2 separate regions of the Sus scrofa genome follow, and region 1 is linked to region 2. The links are chromatin contacts, called in public HiChIP or PLAC-seq maps. All regions are on one chromosome and are shown on one strand. Each heading gives the region's core, a stretch centred on a gene start, on an enhancer-like site or on the middle of the called end of the contact. The rest is flanking DNA. Distances are from core to core; before and after follow the strand shown. Region 1 overlaps ARL15 (ADP-ribosylation factor-like protein 15). Region 2 has its middle 220 kb from the start of NDUFS4.

Region 1 (7,149 bases), core at 2,285-4,784, 360 kb before region 2:
TTTAAAAATCACATTATGAACTAGTAGTAGTTACCACTAGCATTCTTGTTTCTTTTTTTCCTCCTTTCCTTTCCTCTTTTTCCCTTTCCTTTGATTTTCTCCCTCACTCACCCTCCTCCCTGTTTCCCTTTCTCTTGCTCTCTTTTCTTTTCTCTTCTTTCTCTTTCACTTCTTTGTCTTTCTCTCTCCCTCTGTCTTAACTGCTGCCCTTTTGTCACATATAATTAATTAGTGTGATATAGACTGTATTGGTTTAAAACGAAACCAAGACTTAGGAAAAGTCCCCAGATAGCTTGTATTTCATTAATATGTAATTTTAAAAATTAGATTTCTCTTCCTCTGTCGTGATTGTCGTGGTTCTTGGTTCCATTTTTTTAAACAGGAAAGTTTTAAGGCTTCCTGGTTCAACTCGTATTGTTTGCAGCACACCTCACTGCCCCTATCAAAGAGAAGCATTGAATTTGAGATTTGATGCATTTTAGTCTTCTTTCCCTCCTTCCACTCTGATCCTCTATATGTGGCTTCTTTGCAAAACAGTTTTGTGCAAGCAGACATGACTTAACTCTATTCCCTACATAGAGAACTATTCAACTTTACTTTTATGTGTTTTGAATACTGCCTCATCGGAGACTGTGACAGCAATAAAGTATGCATGGCCAACCTTATTTTAATAGCGCAAGAGAGCTGCTTTTAATTAATAAGTGGATCTCTTTATGTCTGGGGTTTTCGGTTTATTTTGTGGTTCTTTGGAGTTCTGCAATTATGTGGTCTAAAAGGGCTATGTTAGTGGAGACTAAATCCTTTTAAAAATCAATCATTTACATGTTTTGTGTCTGTAATCTGTGTTTTCAGATTAGTTTTTAAGAAAAGGAAAAAAAAAAAAAAACCAGGAGTAGCAGTTTTTCTCTAGAATGTTAAAATCTATAGCCCATAATTGTATATATTTTAGTAGTCATTAATGGAATGCAACATCGTTGTACACGGATAGAAGACTAACCATGTTCTTGAGTTACATCGATACGGGTCCAAGTTGCTTTAAAAAAATCCTCTTGTAGTGTATTTCCCCACTTGACATCTACTTTTAAACTACAGAAAATTGGTAGAGCTTTGCATAAAGCACCTACTTATCTATTTGAGCACTATAAAAGATGTACAAAGCCCTTCCATGTTGACAATGGCTGTAGCCTTATCTGATATGCATGGGTTTTGATTTGGGTTGTCCACTCTAGGATTATCAGCATGCACCACGAAGTGTACACCGTGTTCCCTCCCAGAGGGGTTTTAATGGTACAGCAGGAATCCAGAGCCAGACTTGGACCTATAGTGACCCCAAACAAAGTGATTGATTCCACAGTAGTAACATGGAATGCTTTTATGATTGACATCCGAATGCCGACAGCCAGGCTTGCTTGTGCTGGTTTGTGATCTGCTTTCTTTAGAAGATACATTCTATCTCCTTCTGCATAAGGGATAAACGGGTGGGAGTGGGCAATATTTTGTGGCACCGAAAAGAATTGTCTGTCAGAGTATGAACATGTTCTTGGCTGAGTATTTGTTACTAAGTTAGTTTGGAGGTCATTGTGTTTTAAAATTTCAAGAATTAGCCAAAGAATTACAGCTCTTTTATACATTGAAAGGGAAAAAGGAAAGATGTTATCTTTGTAAAGTCGGAGGTAAAACTGTGAGCCCTCTGACTTCAGATTTCTTTTTGGTTCCCTGTGTCTAAAGAAGGCTTCCTTAGGTCAGCTGTAACGGGCGCCTGCTCTGGGGCATATGGGCGCTCCATAGGCACTATTATACAGTTGACAATAGATGGCAGTACTGTTCCACTGCAACACTTAAAAATCACATCAAATACTGCCCAGTGTTGCATCCCCAGTCTAACTTTTGAAAATGCTTGATTAGCTACATTAAGCAATGTTTGGGTGGTTTTTTTTTCCCCCCTTTTAAACTTACAGAATTATAGCCACAGCCTGAAAGAGAGCCGTTACTGGTAGACAACACGATGATCAGTTGTAAATAGTCTAACATGGGGAATGACATACAGATTTTAACTGTATTTGTAAAAACAGTCTATATAAATGTATAAAATGGTTAACGAGTGATTATAATTTCTCACTTACTTTGTTCACAGTTCTTTTTCTCCTGAATTTTATCTAGGATAACATCTGATAATTATGGTGGATCATCTGAGATGTGCATGTGTGTACATGGTATTTCTTTTTTATTTCTATGGGTCTACACATATGCCTTGCAAATGAAATGCTTTTGAATCCTGTTAAGGTATCTTGGTGTATATTAACTAACTCATAGACCAAAATAGCTAATGTCTTGACAGTTTTTTATTTATTGGGAAGTTCAGGGAATAAGGCTTTCTTTGGGGAAGGGTGGGTTATCGTCTCATTTAAGGTTTTTTGCAGATCCCTCAGGGGAAACATGCAGTGCAGAAAACTAAGCTGCTGTTCCATTTTTCTTTGTGTTCCAGATTACATTTTAATAATTTTTCTACTTCAGGTTGAATAGAAAATAACAATATATAGTTATATAAATGGAGACTTGCACAGCTGATTAGCCATTATTATATTTCCTGAATTTTTAAAATTTTAAGAGATTTTTAGGAAAGAACTCATACTGTGGTAGATTTTCTTTTTAAGAAGCAAAAGCATTATGTTACTAATACTCCAGTTGAGAAGAAGATAAATATATTTTGTTTCGTGAATTACTTTGGGAGAAGTCTTCATTTCAAACCAAACTAAATTTTAAGAAAATGAGGGCTTAGCTGTTTATCTTGCATTTTCTCTCACTCTTTGTCTCTTTAACTGAATTTGTATCTAGAATTATGAAACGAATGATTATAGACTAGTCTGGCTTGGGTATTTTTGTTTTTTGTTTGTTTGGCTTCAAGACATTAAAAAAACTGGAATGTGATGTTTTATTCTCTATTACCGTTAAAGGCTTTAGCAGGTAGAGTAGAAAGAAAACATCTGCATGCTGCTGAGTCTCAGTGTTCTGTTTCCCTTCTCATTTTCTGCTTAGTTTATGTGGCTATACCAGTGGTCTTAACGACCACATAAACGGGAAATTTGCCCCATGAGCCACAACCTGTGATAGCCGGAGCGCCTAGTGATGGTATGTAATTCCTGCCAGGTTTTGTTAGGATCTTTTTAAGCCCATGGCACGATGAGTAGATTTTAAAGATTCATTTACGGGGTGTGCGTGTGTGTGTGTGTACACACACACAACATACATACACACACGATGTAGAAACAACTACCATAACTGCTGTAAAATAAAACATGTTGGTTGGAAATTGTGTGTAGCTTCTGCTAAAGTATGTGAACATTGGAGACATAACATATTTAGCGTCTCCCGGCAAACAGATGAAGGTAGTAATAACAGATTCATAAGATGGTTTTAGTCACGTTCTTCCATCAGACACGAGCCAGCCGAGAAGCAAATAAATCAGTTGCTCGTAGGAGTACACAGTGGAGTGAAACTCCGGGTGGAGGCAGTTTCCCATCTCCCAGGGAAATTTGGCTCACAGGGTGGCGGGGATTAAGCAGTGCCGGGATGGTTTGCAACTGAAGCGGTGCTGTTGAGTGATACATTTTGATAGAGTAGCTTAAAGTTTTGAAGGGGTAACATATTGAGGGAAAATTTCCTGTGGAAGAGAATTCAGGAAGACCAGACCCAGCTCATTTCTGCCTTGTTAATTACCTCGAGAGGCATCCCCCTCCACTTGCGATGGAGATTTTTCAAGCCCCGTTTCTCTCCAGCCAGCTATAGGATAAGAGTGGACAAAAAAGTTGGCTTTGTTTCTATTTTATGCACAGCCAGACTTGCTCTTATGTTTGTAATATTTAAAGGAGTTCAATAGGAGGCCCTTGATTCTTTGATCTAATGCCACAGTGCTGTTTAACGAGAAAGGTTTTTAATATTGTGTGCGATATTGAAAATTTCTGCCAGCTCAGACTAATAAATATAATGTGAGATTTACACCTTGGATCCCTTCTTTTATTTCTCGTCCTGAATCTGCTCTGCCCACCCGCCTCCCCGGCTGAAACAGGTAATTACAAAGGTCCTCAGATCAATTTTTGTAAAGGGGCACCCTGACGGGTACCATGACTGAAGTGTGACATGAGCCTTTTCCAATACAATGGGTGGCCTAACATTCCTCTGGACGCCCAAGCTCATTAAATATTCGGTTCCTTTTTTCCCCCCCTCTCCCCCCGCCATGCACTTAGCTTGAGTCGCACTAAGTCTGGGGTTTCTTCATTGAAGACTTAGGAAAATTGCTTCGAGTTCTCAGATTGAATTTTTTATGTGTATGACTTCATGATAGCATTAGCATGTGCTTTGATCCATGTGTGAATGGCGCTGGGTCGGCGCTTATTGCCATATCCAGATGGTGTTACAGGGAACAAACAGTTGTGTTTTAGGATTTCTCAATAGACTGTCTAGACTGGCCGTGCAGCAGACAGATACAGCCACCCATCAAATTAGCGTTTGTCAGATTTATGGTAATGGTTCACCAAAGCCTTCCTGTCATTGACATTAAGATTTACGCCTCCAAAGTTATTTTGTCTTCCACAGAATATAGCTTGTGATTGCTCGGATTTAAAAAAAAAAAAAAAAAAAAAAGTTTAAGACAGAAAAGTCTTGCTGAATGTGAGCTGTTTCTGAATGAGGAGGAAAATATAAAAGGAATTCAACAGTGTCTGCAGCTCAGGGGCTGTATTGATTAGGGAAAGGCACCCTCCCCACCCCCACCCCTCCCCACCCTCAAGTGATAAGAAGGATGTTCTGTTCAGGTTGGTGTCTCCCATTTGCCCTTGTTGGAAAGAAAAACATGTATGTGGGTGACTCTAGCCAGATTTTGCCCTTTCATGTTGTTACTCTGCAGTAACGTGATCTGCTGTCCCAACGCGGTGGGAATAACCTTTTGACAGGCAGTATGTCCATTCTTGGTGGAAATGTTTTCCCAAGTCTGGTCAGGCTGCCTTTGATCCTACCTCCTTCCAATGTGGGGTCACAGCTACTATGCTATGCTAGAGTCACCGGTTCCTGCGTGGAAAGTGAGAGACATGAGGGTTTAGAATAAATAAATAAATATGACCCAAACCCTCTGAAAGTCTCAATCACTGATGTTAGGGAGCTGGAAGGACGGAAATGCCCACATGGAGCGTGCGGGACATTTCAGGTTAAGCTTCGTGTGTGTCTTTTTGCATAAACGGGTTAAGCGATGGCTTTTGCACATTTTCATCCGAAGCCCTGAGAGTAGTGAGGGCTGATCCCATCCCAGACATGCCAAGGCATGTCTGAAAATGTGTTTTCTTATTGTATGTTGGTGTAAATGACAAATGGTGAAGAGTCTGGGGGTTGATTAAAACGCCGAGACGGCCATGGCAGACAATATATAGGGAAGAAGGCTTTGCAGAGGTGAAAAGCTCCAGCATTTTTCAAAGGAAGTTCTTTCATCTGTCTGAGAATGGGCATTTGGGGAAACCCCTGCTAACCCCTTTGGTATGTCAGGATTGAGAACTGCTGCCTGTTCTATTACAGGACAGAATCCTCACAGAATTCTCACTTGCAGGCTATCTCTTATCTACTCTGGTGGCAGGCGAGATGTGATACCCATTACGGAATAGAGCATTCCTATTAAGTCAGTACTGGACTGAAGGCTTCCTGCTAACCTCCAGTAGCCCTGCATCTCTGTGGTGGTAGTTTTCCCCTCCCTCCCTTCTTCGCTCCTCTACCTCCTTGGTTCTTGCCACATAGTAATGACTTGATAGAGTCGGTGGGGCTCTTGGTAAAGCATTTTTGCTCATATATGTGTTTAAATTTAGTGATGTGTATTTTATCCGTTTTAACAAAAATGATATAATTAGCACCCAAATAAATTACACAGCAACAGATGCCATGCTCTGCAGAACCGTAAAGTAATGGCATTTTCAGTTTTGCCCATTTACACGTCTTTAAATTGCCGAATTAAATGCCCCCAATAAAAATCTTTTTCTATATTACTTTGAGTATTTGAGCATTCACTTAGTTTGTATTGTATTTTTTAAAATGAATTATGACCAATTTATTAAAATAATCTCCATTATATGCATATGAAACTAGAAGATTCTCCCTCAAAATATTGGGAACACTCTTGCTATACAGAATTTTCCTCCAGAACTTCCTCTCAGTCTGCTTGTCCTTCTCCCTACCTGCCTTTCTTTTTTCTTCCATGTTTGACTCAAACAGCTAAAAGGATTCCTTTTGCAAAGCGTATTTCTTAGGAACCTCAGTGATTTTTTAACTTGTTCATTAATTTCCAAATCCTTGTTAAGGGTGATCATTTGAGCAGTGTTTCTAGTGAATTTAATTACCACCATCTCACCTTCAGCAATGCTTAATTGGAGCCGTGGCGATGGAAGGGTTACTAAGGGTTTCCCAAGTTAGTAGTCTAGCTAGAACAGTTACCATTTTTGACTTGAGAACTATTTTAAGGTGGTTGTAAGAAACAGTATAATTTTTACAAGACACATTTATAGTGTTTTAAAAAAGTTAACTACCCTTCTTACACGTGTGTGTTTTCTTGGAAATTGGAAGGGTTGAATGGAATGCCAGTCTTTCAGCAATGTGTGAAAGTTATTTGAATAAAATTCTTTTTCTTTAGTTTAAGACTCGACTCTCTGTGGGACTCCTCCACATTTGTGATTTGGGCTTTACTATTTTCAGAATGAAATTTTGACTGTATACTTAAATGCTGAATTTGCTTGATCAGAAAACATATTTAAAGGAATCTGAGGTTGTTAGAGCCTGAGGGTATTATGCCTTAGCAAGCCTCCTCTTGAACAACCTCATTTTTCCAGTTGTAGATCAGAGGCATGGGTAGCTTAAATGTTTTTGCTCAGGACAAAGCCTGGCTGCCATTCAGGTTTCTTGCTCCTTACTTCCCCATTAAATTGCTACTTTCAGGGAGCTAGAGGTAGACTCACTTTTTCCTGGTTATCTTACATACCCCCACCCCCAATCAGCCATGCTTTATCTTTTTCAATCTGTTTGACAATTAGTGCACAGCTGAAAGAGTGCATTCCATTTCTCTGAATTCTGATAGGAAAAAAAAAAAAGTCTATAGCTACAGGTAGTGATAACTATATA
Region 2 (7,275 bases), core at 2,356-4,855:
ACCACAGCTGGACATGGATTTGTACAATAAGAGTCATGGTGTTGTAAAGGACACTAGCAAGAATCTGAGGGCTGGGATAAATGACAAGACATCAGACACCCAGGACACTGCAAAATATGTGCATTCTTAATTTACTTCATTTTCTATAGGAAAACTTACATACTCTATCAGGGAAATATCAGGGTAGAAATATAGTCTTTGTTGTGATCACTTTACTCATTTATCTAATATTTATTACAGGCTACTCACCCACTCGATTGCTATTCCAACACATGTGTCTTCCATATTGACCAATCCTATAGTAGCTATAACAACAGCAAATATTCATTTTGCTCTTAATATGTCCAGAACTTATGTTCTAAGCAGTATGCATTACCTCATTTAGTTCCTACAACAAGCAGATGGGGCCGGTACTATTAAAATCTTGCTCTTGCAGATTAGGAAGGAACAGAGAAGTTAAGTTGTCTAAGATGACACACAGAATATCATACGTCACCATTATATAATAATGCCCTCCTAAGCATACCAAACATCTGGTGACAAATGCCTTGTGGAATAAAAGAACTTCCAAGGACCAGATGTTTTTGAGTAAATATGCAGGACTATATATTTCAGAACTACAAAAATAAATGAGATTCTCAATAAAGTGTGACAGCAGGTTTTCAAAGAATTCATTTAGATGTGTGAATTTTAATACATCTGTTTAAAAACCAGCCACATTTCTGCATAGTCACATCCACTGTAATAGATTTATTAGTTTGAAATGTACAAAAGTGCCTACAGTTGGTTCTTTTTGACCTAAAAACATTGATAAATTTCAAAGGGTTCATTCTAATAGTTTTTTTTTTTCTTTTAATCTTTTTAGGGCCACACCTGCGACATATGGAAGTTCCCAGGCTAGGGGTAGAAACAGAGCTGTAGCCCCTAGCTTATACCACAGCCACAGCAACGCAGGATCCAAGCCGCGTCTGCGACCAACACTGCAGCTCATGGCAACACCAGATCCTTAACCCACTGAGCAAGGCCAGGAATGGAACCTGCATCCCCATGGATGCTAATTGGATTTGTTTCCGCTGAGCCATGACAGGAACTCCATAATACTTTTGACACTATTGAAAATCCCTCCTTAGGGATCTGAGCTGCTTGTTCATCCATCAGCAATAGATAATTAAGGGTTAACTGTGCCATACACTATGTCACATGGATCTTGCCCCCAAGTAATTCTCAGTTTTTAACAGGAGATGGACAAGTATACCAATAATTACAATTAAAATAATATTATATTGATACTGAAGTTCCGCATAAAATATCTGGTGCTATTGAGAGAAAGACATGCACTTGAGCCCAGAGAAGGTAGGGAGGGCCTCACACAGAAGAGGTATGATTGGGATGTGATGGAGCAATAGAGGTGTGCCACTACTGCTGAAAAGAACATTAAAAACAACCAATAGATTTAGCTTTCAAACATGAAGAATAACATTTCTTTAGAGTCACTGGATTTTTTGGGCGGGGACAGTATTTTGGATAGGCCTCACCTACCTGCTTTCAAATCTGGATGACATCTCTTCAAAACTCTATGTCTTGGGACAAGTTATTTCTTGTCTATGAGATGAAATATTAATACCCCCTGATAAAATTATTATAATCAATTGCATAGTGTATGCTAAAACATCAGCAAAATCGTACATGGCTAGTATTTAGCCAGTGGTGGCTATTTCTAAAGTTGTTGCTTAGTTTATTTCTTTGTAAACCAGTGCGACACTGGACCATCATCAGGGAGGTGTCAGCAATATTTTCCATGAAAGCCAGTGACCATGTGGTTGGGGGATGGGTGCAGGTATGGCATTGTGTGGGTGATATATGACCTTAGAGAGCTTCTGGCGTCTCATCAGACCATAGTGCAGTACAAAATTTTCCCAGAAGTCCTTAGTATCTGCTTGTCATCTTGCAAGTGTTTTTGTGAGCTTCAAGAGCAAACTTGTCAGCACACAAAAGTTCCCAGATGGCTTTTTCAAGGGCTTTTGATCTCTGATGTCTTTGATTTGAAAGTTCCCCAGAGATCTAAAAGCAGATTTCTTGTTGCATCCTTAAACATGGCTGTGCAAAATTGAGCAAATTATTGGCACAGTCAGCCTATCTTGTTTAACTACAGATGGACTCATGGCCGGAAAGCAATTTCACATCTAATACCATTGACTGAGCCATGATCCACTGGCCTCGGGCTCTGCAAACTTCTCAGAAGAGCCTTGGAAGTACTAGCCAGGTGTCCACCTGGCTAGCGGGAATTAAAGTTCTAACTGCAGAATCTTGACTGTGAAACGGCTGCCAGATTTTGTCCTGCTGCAGTTAACTGTCTTAATTTTCGAGGAGTTTTATTAGCTTCACCCACAAGCTGTAATAGATTTGAGATGGCAGTTTAAGAGCTGCAAATATTGAGGTCCTGGAACACAAGCCCACAGTAAAGTCATCCATGGTCAAACAAGGCGTAGTGCCACCTGCCTCTCTGGGCTGACTTCCTGCAGGGAAAAGAAGTTAAAGGAAGATATCCAAGCCTGCATGGTAGACCTTTAGCCATAGGAGGGAAAGGATCTGCGTCTTCAAACTTGGGGCACAACCCAGAGTAGGGCTTGGCTCTTAGAGACCCCATGGTCTATATAACATGAGTGTAGCCTCAATGCAGGCCATAAAATTCCTTATATTTGTTCATCTTGTCTCAGTATTTTGCAAACACTAGGCAAGCGTCATCGCTGACACTGAACAAAGGGTTAACTACAGATTTACTTTGTGTTTCAGTTGTTCCAAAGCCTCTTCCCCTTATGGCTGTGTTGTGATATAACCTTAGTGCCATCCAAAGCAATAAATAGCAGAGGAGTTGGGGTAAGTCCAATTATTTTCCACAGCATCTTTCGTTGTAAGTATGTCAGATTTTTAAAAATCAGACTCCATAAACCACATCATCACAGAGTCCTGTTGCTGTCTCTGGGGGTTTCAGAGTTCCAAATTCTTGCCTTTTTGGCCATTGCATTGATATGGCCCTGGGGACTGGTTAGAGTGACTAAAAACACTCCTGGCACTGGATCACCTTGTGGCCGAGGTGAAATGGGGATCTTGTTTTCAAGAGGTTGGAGGAGAAGCACTCAGGAGACAGGGCCCAATAGGGGGCAACTGGCTCTCTGGAGCTTAGGAGAGATTGACCCTTGACCTTCCCAATCTTCAGACCTTAGAAGCTCGTTGCCGGTCACACACATTCACATCCGGCTTGGCAGCCTGAACCCCCACGTCCTCGGAAATTCCTAGAAGTGTAAAGACAAAATCAGCCCCAGGATGTTGGCAGGATTCAACGTGTTACTAAAAATGGGCCTTGGTGGATGGAGACTGGAGCGTTTTAAGTGAAAAAAGAGAAGAAAATTTATGTAATTATCAGTGACTCCAGTGACTTCAGTTGTTCTGAAATGGTTCATTACCAAAGATTGAAATAGGGTCACAGGAACATTGCTTCCCAACGAGGGAGAAGGGTATCTCTCGGCAGCCCCTACTCCTCCCTCCCATCTCAGCCAAGAGTGTCACCTGGGAATTCCTCAGGAAACCATTCGTGGGGGTTTGGATTTACAAGCTCCGTAACTGTTCTCTGAATGCCACAACCCACATTCACAGAGATTCCCAGCTCCCTGCCTCCTAGCTGACTCTGGGTCCTTTCCCAAACACTAAATAATGGGACAGGGAGAGAAGACAGTTTCTCTTCCAAAGAGCAGAGGCGGAAGGCTGGAGCCTGTGTTCCCCAAGCCTGGGGCTAACTCCAGCCCCCTGGCTGATACCTACTCTGGGTCAGCGCAAAGGCTAAGGTCTGGATGGGGCTGGGAGGAGGGGGCGTCTTTCCGTGACAGCCTCCCTTATTCATGGCTGGTCTTCTCTCGGCCAAAAGTGTATTTCCTGGTACCTCTCTCGGGGTTGCAAAGGAGGAGCAGTTGGATCATTTGATTAGCTTTTTCCCAGAACAGGGACCCTCCCATCTCTGTTTACTTCCCTGTGAGTGAAGGAGGAGGCCCAAGAATGGGGCCTGCTGGGGCTGCTCTTGAAAGAGAAACAGCCCCAGAGCCAGCCTTGGTTTTGCTAAATGTATGAATTCTCCCACAGCAGGTAGACACCTGCCGACTTTTTCCACCCTTGTTACTCCCGGGGAAAACTACTTCTGGTGGTCCCATTGCAGCTCTTCCCACAGAAACTGTCCATGCTCCTCATGAACCACCTGTCTGGGGGAGCTTTTTATTCAATTGTGATAAACGTACACACACACACTAAAATACCACACAGCATGCAACTTACCACCTTAACCATTTTTAATTGTACTGTCCAATAGTGTTAACTATATTCACATTGTCTATATCGGCCCTCTAGGACATTTTCATCTTGCAAATTAAACTCTCCTCATTGAACAACTCTCCATTTCTTCTCCCGCCAGCCTCTAACAACTACCATTTTACTTCCTCTCAGTTTATTGACATTAGATACCTTACGTAAGTGGAAACATACAATATTTGTATTTTGGTGACTAGTTTATTTTACTTATTAGCATATCCTCAGGGTTTATCCATGTAGCGTGTGACAGGATTTCCTTTTTCAAAGCTTAATAATATTCCATTTGCTTACCCATTCAGCTGTCAGTGGATGTCTCGGTTGCTTCCACCTTTTGACAATTGTGAACAGGGCTGCAATGAACATGCATGTGCAAAGATCTCTTTGAGATCTTGCTTTCAATTCTTTCAGATGTATACCCAGAAGTCGGCTTGCCAAATCAAAGACTTTAGGCTCCTGCCCTTGGATACACTCTCTATATTCTACATCCCGCACCAGCCACCCATATCCATAAGCTGTAGAATGCTCTTTCCCCCAAAATCAATCCCGGTGGGCAAAGAACAAGCAGCAGGCTGGCCTTTGCCTCAGTCCCAAGTCAAAGAAGAATGTGGACTTTTCATTTTCAGTCTCTGATGCCCCACTGAGTTCTTGCCATCAACAGGCAGATGCAGGCCCTCAGCTCAACCACCTTCTACCCTCCTTGACCTTTCTGCCATCTCCAGCATGCCCAGCCATGAGGGCCAAGGTTCCTCTGCTCTCTGTCATTCTCCTGGGTCTGATCCCAGCTCCCAACCTCATGCCTATGCTAAAGCCAGGCTGGCTGTCTTCCCTGCAGGTGTGGTGGCTCATTAAGCACAACTTGGTCACCTCTGCTAGATAGGCTGGCAGTGGAAGAGGGACAGTGGTTTGGCAAAACAGCTCTGATCTTCTGCAAGGGGAGCATCTCCTTCATGCTGCAGAAGAGGAAGGAAGACCTGCAGGAAGACTGTAGGCCTCTTCCTTTAGCTAGCCCTAACACACACAGGCACACGCACACATGCACACACACACGCACAGAGGCACCAAGTGTTCTTGCCCATTCCAGCCTATAGTTTCCCTTCCAATCATTCTTGTTCTATTTCCAGCTTCTGATTGGAAAATTCTGGCTCCAAAAAGGAAGTAAAAGGTAACATTCCTTATATGTGATTACTAAAAAAGTGTTCCAAATTTTTGTCACTCTCTTTTGTATTCACCTTATTTATCAAGGTCACTATAGACTTTATATGTAAGCAGAGAAAAATTCAAAACAATAAGAAACCCCCCAAAATAACTCCTCTACCAGTTTACATTGGAGCAAAGAAATTACTTCTTTGGTTTTATATTGCTCTCTCTAGACTTTCTTAAAATGCAAATATGCCTAATAGGAGTAACAAATTGTCACTAACACTTTACTGTAATTTAGTTTGTCAGATGGCTTTCCTCAGGGAATTGAGGGAGGCAGGAATGAGAGAAAAACACAGAAATCAGAGTTGGGGAAACATCAAAAAATTTCATTTATTTCTCGATTTTTCCTAGTATCAGCTCCGAATCTGCTTCGGCCAGAATGTTACAAATCTTTGTGTTTTAGCACTTGTCCACCTTTGGAAAAAACTGAGTGGGCAAATTAGCCAGATCATTTTTAACATCTCAGTTTTACACACTGGTACCATGTTATGAAATATTGTATGGGAAGGAGGCATCCCCAAATGTTTTTCTGTTTGTCCCATGTCCTAATTAAGTCCATGTGGATCCCATGTGACTTCAGAGTACAGGACCATCTTTCCATTATTGTTTTGTTTTGTATTTTCCTTTAATGTGCTGCTTCAATTAGAGAAGGAACAAATCAATATTTGGATTTGGAGATAAGGTGCTGAGAGGGAATTGTTTGGGCCATAAACTGTTGAGGGACTACATGAGCTCTTAAGTCATCAAAAAGAAATTTCCTGGTATTAGTTAAGACCCTTTTGGATGAAAGAAGCAGAAATCAATTTGAGCTAGCTGAAGCAAATGTGGGGGTGGTGGCGTAAGGATAAGGGGTATCTCATGGAACCCGTGGGCAGCAACATAGCCCAACCTGAGGAACTGAGGCCTGAGAAGCTTGTCAGCCGCCCAGCAACAAGCCCTGCCTCTCATGTCTGCTGCCTTCTGAACATCTGCTTCTCCTTTTCTCTCTCACAGAACAGTTTCCTCCAGTTCTATGGCCACATGGTAATATGACTGCCTCAAGTCTCCCGATTGCCATGTTATCTTCCCAACCATATACGGACTAATTAGCTATTAATTGGCCCCAGTTCTAGAGAAGGAGAACCTAACTGGTCCAACTTGAATCAGGGTCTCCAGTGACTTAAAGAACCTCAGACAAAGGGACAGGGTTATGCACAATAAATGCAGTTGCTGGGTCTCCCCCCAGCATGAGGAAGCTTTCTTGGCTCAGGAGCTGGGTACATATCCTGAGCAGTCAGTCCCTGTTCAGGAAAAAAAAGAAAAGAAAAGAAAAGAAAGAGCTATTTAGAGTTTTCTGGTTTCCCTGCTTATAATCTGAAGGTTCTCAGGTCTCATCAGCTATGGACACACACATTGGAGTCGTTTCACAGAAACAAAATAGTACAAGACCTCAAATTTGCACAAGTGCCACCGAGAGTTTTCCCAAGTATCCATCTGAGCTCATGAAGGGTCCATTCCAGCTGGCACCTCCACCCCTCCCCAGGTGCCTCAGTTCTCCACCAGGCACTATGGTCTCTGCCGCTGTGTGCACACACACCAGACTAGACCAGCACTAGAGTGCTCATACATTTCTAGCTTATGGCAATTGCCCTGGTGTCACTGTGAATAGCACTCCCTTTCATTCTCAGAAGTATCTTGGTTTGTACGACAAATTTTATGTCCTATTTATCCCTAATGCAC

What was found. HiChIP or PLAC-seq counts read pairs in DNA pulled down with a chosen protein or histone mark.
Region 1: a contact with region 2 is called in an H3K27ac HiChIP or PLAC-seq map of skeletal muscle, with 14 times the contacts expected there. The contact joins two enhancer-like sites. A contact is called at or near these places in 1 of 47 Hi-C or Micro-C datasets (skeletal muscle) and 1 of 2 datasets of contacts at active chromatin or transcription factors (skeletal muscle).

Annotation. Positions count from the first base shown.
Region 1 is chr16:33,451,001-33,458,149 of Sscrofa11.1, reverse strand. All of the region lies in intron 1 of ARL15 (ADP-ribosylation factor-like protein 15), which reads left to right. Among named protein-coding and RNA genes, the nearest start is that of ARL15, 120 kb to the left of the region's middle. Within about 2 kb of position 3,534, at least 6 of the 83 cell types and tissues checked have an H3K27ac peak or open chromatin away from gene starts, as enhancers often do. A contact at or near this core is called in skeletal muscle, where this site is marked.
Region 2 is chr16:33,086,026-33,093,300 of Sscrofa11.1, reverse strand. No RefSeq gene overlaps it. Among named protein-coding and RNA genes, the nearest start is that of NDUFS4, 220 kb to the right of the region's middle. Within about 2 kb of position 3,605, at least 7 of the 83 cell types and tissues checked have an H3K27ac peak or open chromatin away from gene starts, as enhancers often do. A contact at or near this core is called in skeletal muscle, where this site is marked.